Linked DNA regions of Mus musculus: region 1 is linked to region 2. The links are chromatin contacts, called in public Hi-C maps. All regions are on one chromosome and are shown on one strand. The core of a region is the stretch at or near the end of the contact, and the rest is flanking DNA. Distances in the headings are between cores, read along the strand shown.

Region 1 (3,863 bases), core at 1,224-3,723, 100 kb before region 2:
GAACTGGAAGGGAAGCAGGCTCAGAGACAACTCAGGGGAGGGGGTGTAGAAGGAAGTATCTTAAAATCCCAGGGGCGTCTGAAATCTCAGCGTCTATTAGAGGTGAAGGAAAGACAGTGGAGACTTTGGTTTTTGATCCTGTGACTTCATCATAGACCCAGGGGTTTAAAGTCACGAGGACAGTGGGGAAATCACATGGCAACATTTTATGCATCCGTAGCCTTGTAGCCCAGGCTAGTCTCTAACCTGCAGTTCTCCTGAGTGATGGGGTTATGGGATACACCACTGTAGCCAGCTGCATTTTGTAAATTCACAGTTGATCATTGTAGCAATGCTCTAGGACAAGGTGAGAATGACATTTGTCCTAAATGATGTAAATGCAGCTGCTTCAGGACCTTAAGATGTGCCATGACATGACTCTCATGGCCTGGAGGGTGTCGCAGCTGGGCACATGGTAGAAAACCCAAGTGGAGTCTTGAAGCATGTGTGTGCTAGAGAGAAAGGTCTCAGAGATAATCATCAGACAATCAAAGGGCTACCAATCTCCTCCAGAAGGTGATTTAGAGCAAAAACAGGAAACTAAAAACGCTGTGTTACGGGGAGCCAGTAGCAAGCCACTGGATCCCCCCAGGAGCAAGGAAGGGGAGATAAGCCTTATCAGAGACTGCAGGAAGAGGAGCTTCGATAGGAGAGGGCTGGGGTGAGAAACGTGAATGGTTCCCGAATGTCAGAAGGTGGAGTGTTGTGAGAATCTAAGCCTGTGAGGAGGATTTCAGTGATGGGGGCAGAGAATGATGAAACAGCTTGCGGGAGATGAGGTTCTCATGTAGCCAAAGCCAGACTTGAACTCCTGATTCTCCAGGCTCCTCCTCCCGAGGGCTGGAGTATAGACAAGGACCACCAGCCTACTTCTGGGATATTTTATCTGTAAACTAAGGTTTGTTGTGAAAAAAGGGGAGGTGAGCATGGAGGAGGAAGAGCAGGCCTGGAGGAGAGAGTGAGGAGAGGAAGAGGGACGGGATGAACATTGGAGAGCTTCCAAGCTGTGGGAACAGAAAAGGAGCATTTGAGAGTTGAAATGATGAAGAAGAAAATGCTCCCTCAGGGTCACGGGCGGAGAGCGAGTCTGCAGAAGACAGTGGGGACATGTCTTTCTTTGGATCTGAATGAGGACAACCTCAGTTTTCTGTCAGCCATTGAGTGAATGACTAAAAAGAAAACCATCTTTCCATGCCTGTCTCTTACTGGAACAGTTCTTTACCACTTACCAATGGGGCCCCATTTGAACACATTATGTGACATTATGTTTCCTCACAGGCCGTGTCTAGAGAGTGCTACGGAGAGAGCTATTAGACTCCGGGATGGATCATATCTGGATGCCTGTGCTCTTACCATTATATAAACGTATGGTGCAGGTGTGGCGAGTCCCTATAAAATTTCGCAGACCCTAATTACAAAATATAATAGATATATACACTTAGAATTATTAATTAGATTGGCAGGACTTTCTTCATCTTCATGTGTATTTGCATGGTATGGGGGACCAGGTTTTAGATGAAGAACTTTCTGTTGATAAGTAAAATAGGTCAAGCCCAGGAAGATGGATAGTGTGTGTTCTCATTTGTATGTAGAAACTAAAACTACTGACTATAATTTCCTGCAAGGGTTGTGATAGAACAGATGGTTACCTCATGCATAGTACACTTGGCTAGGAGCAATATCTACCTTCTCTTTCCTCGTGTTTTACCGCACGATAGGGTAACTATGTTTGACAGGAATTAATTGCATTTTTTCAAAGTAGAGAAGATTTTTGAATGTTCTCAACAGAAAGAAATGGTGACTGTGTGAGTGACCCCATACCCCTGACCAAGACCTGATCCCTGTACACTGTTTCCATGGCTCCATCATCATCCCAGGCCCTGGAAATATGTGGGATTACTGTGCCAAGGACAGGGAAAAATTCAAAGTCTAAAGGGAAGAAAGAAGTAATTGATGTCCCCACAGACATGGAAGTTGACGCTATACATCCCTGTATGCTAGAGATGCCCAAATGTGGATCTTCCCACCAATTAGCACACATTCTCCGAGGTCAACTCAGGTCACCAGTCAGCAAAAAAGATGAGTGTGGGCGTTGTCTTTGAAGGTGTAAATACAAAAAGCTCTGCGGTTGGACACCTGGCAAAGTCCTAATGAAGCCAGCCGGCCGAGTGCACATCTGAGGGGCCGCTTGGGTTAACTCCTTCTTTCTGCACCAAAGCAGCAAGAAATTGGGGGAGAGCAAAAACCAGAAGAGTGCCTCTCTCCTCCTTGACCCTCATCGCCTCCCACAGAGCACAGTAGAAAGCAGACTTCTGTTCCCCTGTTCACCCCCCACTCTCCCCCACCCCCGGGACTCCTGCAGAGGACAGCTGGAAGCAGAGTGCGCTCCTGTGCCCGCCCCCCCACTTTCTCCTGGGCTCTTGCAGAGAACGCAGGAGCAGGGCAAAGGTCAGTTGACAGCATCCTACTCCAAAGCATCCTGTGTTCTCTCTGCTCCATGCACTCTTTAGCTTCCTTGTCATGCAGAGGCGCACTACTCAGTTTCAGCACACAACCAAGAAGGTATGACTTTGGCCACTTTGGAGGAGCTTGAGGAGGAGCAGGAGCAGGAAGAGAAAGAGGAGGAAGGGGAGGAGGAGGAAGAGGAGGAGGAGGAAGAGGAGGAGGAGAAAGAGAAGGAGGAAGGGGGGAAGAGGAGGAGGAAGGAGAGGAAGAGAAGGAGGGGGAGAAAGGGGAAGAGAAGGAGGAGGGGAAAAGGGGGAGAAGGAGGAGGAGGAGGAGGAGGAGGAGGAGGAGGAGGAAGATGTTGAGGGCTCAGGGAAGTAGCCTCAGGGCATCCTCCTTCCTGCCTCAAGATGCTGTAGCTTCACAGGTATTTTATGACCAACTTCCCTGTGGCTCGCCTTGCTTTGCCTTTCCCCCATATGCCTTGCACATGTTAAGGGCACTCTTGCTTTGTGTTTCTTGATGCTACTGCATGCTAAATTATCTTGTGACAGCGAAAGCCATCTCAACTCCAAGCTGTACCAAAGCAAAAATGTCAACTAAATTATCTGTAATGAAATCGTTTTCTTTTTTAATCATAGAGTCAACCCAAGTGTGTGGGGAGAGCGAGCGAGCGAGCGAGCGAGGGAGATGGAGTGCTTTAATTGCAGGCGGTTGGAACACCCAGCCTGAGGTTAAATATCCTTTCATCTTGCATGGTTGTGTCAGAGAGTAGGCATTCTTAAGTCTTAAATGCTTTCGGTTTGGGGATAATTAAAATTGAGTTAGGGAAGCAAAATGAGGAAAATACATGGTTGAGAGAAAAATAGAATCTCTATCACTTCAGGGCAAAGCAGGTTCTAAAATCTGATGGAAATGAAGCTAATTGCTTGCTGAGCTTGGCATCTGTGAAACAGTGAAGCATACGACCGGAAGAATAGTAGTGCTGTCAAAGGTTGTATGGCAGAGAGGAAGGACTCGTCCATTCTGGGTAGGAGGACTAGGAGAGGGATTTCTGAGCTGAATGGGTCTGTAGGACAGAATGAAGGTAAAGTCATCTGAGGCTAAGGGATACGAAGCCCAGGTCTTAGACAGTCTCAACTAAATGCATATGCCTGGTTCAGTGAACTGTCGCTGTAGGTGAGATTTAGTGCTTGGCTCCCTTAGAACATGGTGAGCCATGGCATGATCCCAAATGTATTCAAAGGGAGAGACCCCAGAGACTGTGGAGGGAATCAGGGAAGTCTGTCAAGAACAGTAGTCACGTACCCTGGTGGAACTGGAATCGTTTGAGTTTGGACAAAAGGTGGAAGGCATGGGAGGTATTTTGGAACTGGAAC
Region 2 (3,695 bases), core at 570-3,069:
ATAAAGAAGAGGTTCCAGGAGTGTGAGAGACAAGTGCTGATGCTGGGGGGTGGGGGTGGAGGTCACGGTAGCCGGAATCATCTAGAAAGATTGTCAGCAGCCCTTGGATGGTAAGATGATTAATCACTTTAGCACAAAAGAACACAAAGGGAGACTTGTTCGGAGTAGGCCGGGGATGGAGCGTCAGCTCCAGGTGCCATGGGGCTCCTCTGTTTAATAAGGTTTTTTTTTTTCAAGTATGTGCCACATCAAAAGCAAAAGCACATGCCTCTACAGGAAACTCAACTAAAGGGCCAGAGAACAAAGTAGTAAGTCAGAAGGAATATTTAAGAAACAAGATTAGCAATCATTTGGGTTTGAAAATCCCTCCACCCAAAGCCTACTGTGTTAGTGTCAGGAAAACTCACAGACCTTCAGAGGACATGTCCTGAACCCTTTACCCATAAACATGAAAGGAAATATCCGAGGCTAAACAAGTTCCATGATTGGAAGTATGCTTCAATTATTCCACTATTCCCTGCAGCCTGGCTTAACATGTGCTGCTGGGGTGTCCTTCACATGAGTTACCCGTGTTCCCTCATTGTAGTGCCCTCCCTGTCTTCCAGGTAGAAAGAGAGAGGTAGAGGCCATAGCACACAGAGCAGAGTTTAAACTGAGGTCTCCCACTGTGCAGCCTGGGGCTCTTTTATACCCTGCAGAGTACAGCCAGTCCTCTGTTCCCACAGGCTCCCCAGGCCTGTGGAGCATAGGAACGAGTCCTGAAAGCAGCTCCACAGTCTGAATGGTGTGCCAAGGCTGTCGCTGAGTGTGTGTGATGTGTGGGTGTGGCCCCTGCAGCCTCCACCTCCTCACAGATCCCAGGCTCTCTCCAGCGATTCAAGTGTGGTGTCCGCTGCCTCGTGCCTCAGTGCTGAGCCATGATGTGAGACCTAGTATGTCCACATCTGTGCTTACATGCTTAGACTTGCTCCATGTCACTAGTCATTGTTCAACACATTGTGTTGGGTATTCTAGTCATCTAGAGATGACATAAACCATATGGGAAGGCATTTGTAGGTTTTGTACAAAAACCGTACCGTGTTACACAAAGGATTTGAGCATTTACAGATCTGCATGCCTTCAGGGGACCAATCCCCAGTGGCTACCCAGGAACAACTGTGTTAAAAAAACAAAACAAAACAAAAACCAATCGCATGTTTTTAAACATCCGACTGACTGTTGCGCAAGTACCTCAAGACCCTTGGATCTAGTCTACCTCACTCCCTTCAGCCTGAAGAAGACACATCATGGCTGCTTTGACTGTTTCTGTTTGTGGAGGGTAGGAGGGGGCTGCTAACTGTTCCTGAAGTATAGGACCGAGGCTTTGGATGTCTAAGCCACCCCATGAAGGAACTGTGCAAGCAGAGAGACACTTTGATAGTCCCTGTGTGTCAGCCTGGAGCATACATAATCAGTTATTTAACAACACACCTCAAAATGCCAGACTTTTTTTTTTCTTTTTTCTTTTTTTTTTTTTTTTTGCAATGGCCTGGGTGGTTACTACTCTCTGGGAGCCCTGTGGTACACGGTAGTCCCCTTGTCACCTCAGGAAGAGCAGCACTGGATCTCAGGGGGAGGAGAAGGCAAAGACCCAGAGTAAGGACCCAGCAGGTGGGACTGCAGTGCAGAAGCCACCGCCCTCCTGGCTGCCAGGGGAAGAGTTTCCAGCTGAGTCTGCCTTAAGCAGTAGCTTACTGAGCATGTGACTTAGAGCCAGTGCAGACTGCAGTGTGGGGCACACTCATTTTCCCAGGGAAAGCCGCTGTTCTCATCCACTGTTGCATATGCCTGGAACGGCTCCTGCTAGATACATTTTCGAACTCACGTGTCCCAGTGAATCAGCATGTCTAACAGCGTGTCTTCATTCATTACATGTGCTTCTGGAGGAGAGCTCTGTAAACCTGTGACTAGAACAAACATTTTATTTTGGAACTGACAGCCGTTAGCTGCCTTCGTTCTTACTGTTGAAATGACGTTTCAGATTTGTTAGAAATGACGCTGACTTGAAATCTCAGTATAGAACATATAGTTCTAGGATATTTGCTAATTTTTTTTTTTTGCTAAAGTATTACTGATTATAGGAAAGACTTAACATTAGTATGAACTTCCCTGAGGAATTTAAATACTTGCTTAGTTTCTTTACAACTTGGCCCTAATTTGTAAGACAAAAGTGTTAAAAAAAAATCTTTTGAAATTGCTTGTCAAACAATAAAACACAAAGAATAGTCTTTCTTGGAGCAGTAGAATGTTCTGAGTCACTTCTTAAAGTGGTTTTGCCACAGTTCAGGTCCATACAGTGAGCGACCACAACAGAAACCAGTGCAGACTGCACCCCCTGGTGGGCCATTTGTTTGATAAGCAGTTGGTTGATAGCTTTTTGTCTCTGAAGGAAGAAGTGGAAGTTTACATGTAGAAAATTCATGTCTTTGTAGGAACTAAACAGTGTCCAAAATTACCAAGCTTGGCTTGGTCTTTGGTGGAAGGTCTCATCTGTGTGAATCGTTCATGATGTTAACCTGTGTTTACTTGAAACACGAAGAACAGTGCATGAAATACCCAGCATTGGAAGCAGGGTCTCTTGATGAGTTTTATTTTCTAGCACAACAGTGGTCAGTGTGTCTCACTAGGTGTAGAATTAACTGCACAGAACTTGAGAAAGTTCTCCCTAAAATATTAATCATCTTGTAGCTTAGAGCTGACTTCCTTTAGGAACACTGGCCCCACTGTGAGAGAAAATGACAGAGGACCAGGACATCAGTGACTTTCACAAAACTCAGAAGACCTCAAGTTGCAGAGCAAACAGCTCAAGCTATAGAGTGTGTGTATGTTGGGGGCAGGGGGCGCTTCAGGACAACACGAGACCTGGGTGTTACTTACATGAGAGAATAATCAAGGCCATGATACCTATGAGAAGTCCAACTAGAAACTGAAATACTTGCTAAAGGTTAAAGGTAGGCTCACAGCCATGAACAATTCATGCTAGTAGGTTCGCCCCCTCTGGCAGGTTTTGTCTCTACCTGGCACCTGTAGGGGAGACCTGGGAGAATCCTGACCTCACCTATGAACATCCATCCAGACAGACCCATGTACCCTGCCTCTCTTCCTGATCAGAGTCTCAGCTTACAGGAAGGACACAGAAGGTCAGCCTGCAGAGCTGCATCCCTCTACAGAGGAGGGGAGTGAGCAACAGCTACAGCAGCTACAGCCTCTGCCAAAACATACACTCACCTTCTCTCAGCCCCGGGGCACAAAAGCAGGCGTACCAGAAATGCATCATGAGGGACCCTGCTGGAAGCCTCGCTGACCAGGGGAGGACAGGAGGAAGCTAAAGTGCTACTCCTTGGGGAAGGGTAGGGATTTGTGCAATGGCCAATGGGCTAGAAGGCTCAAGAGGGATGCCCTGTCAGGACCCCAGTGGAAGCCCGAGTAGCAATCAGAGCATAGACACCATCTTTCTTCCCTGACTCCGTTCTTGAACACAAAGTCAAAAAACATAGTAGGGTATAAAGTAGAAGAGCTTTGCAAAGGGGGGAGACAAAGTGCAAGTCCCAGGGGAACTCACGTGTACCTCACTTCCTGGATACATGAACACAGACCTCCAAATAAAGAACAAAACCAAGGCCACTGGAGGAGCATTTCACTGCACAGCATGGAAT

The links. Hi-C and Micro-C count contacts between places; a contact is called where the count stands out from the background.
Region 1: a Hi-C map of the G1E-ER4 cell line shows a contact between it and region 2, with 3 times the contacts expected there. The contact joins two enhancer-like sites. A contact is called at or near these places in 2 of 39 promoter capture datasets (the 3T3-L1 cell line and hippocampal neurons), 13 of 484 Hi-C or Micro-C datasets (the 3T3-L1 cell line, the C10 cell line, the C2C12 cell line and 7 more), 1 of 115 datasets of contacts at active chromatin or transcription factors (embryonic stem cells) and 1 of 9 other capture datasets (liver).

The regions. Positions count from the first base shown.
Region 1 is chr1:38,496,416-38,500,278 of GRCm38.p6, reverse strand. All of the region lies in intron 4 of Aff3 (AF4/FMR2 family, member 3), which reads left to right. Among named protein-coding and RNA genes, the nearest start is that of Aff3, 130 kb to the left of the region's middle. Within about 2 kb of position 2,473, at least 19 of the 459 cell types and tissues checked have an H3K27ac peak or open chromatin away from gene starts, as enhancers often do. A contact at or near this core is called in the G1E-ER4 cell line, where this site is marked.
Region 2 is chr1:38,391,800-38,395,494 of GRCm38.p6, reverse strand. All of the region lies in intron 5 of Aff3 (AF4/FMR2 family, member 3), which reads left to right. Among named protein-coding and RNA genes, the nearest start is that of Gm16150, 170 kb to the right of the region's middle. Within about 2 kb of position 1,819, at least 62 of the 459 cell types and tissues checked have an H3K27ac peak or open chromatin away from gene starts, as enhancers often do. A contact at or near this core is called in the G1E-ER4 cell line, where this site is marked.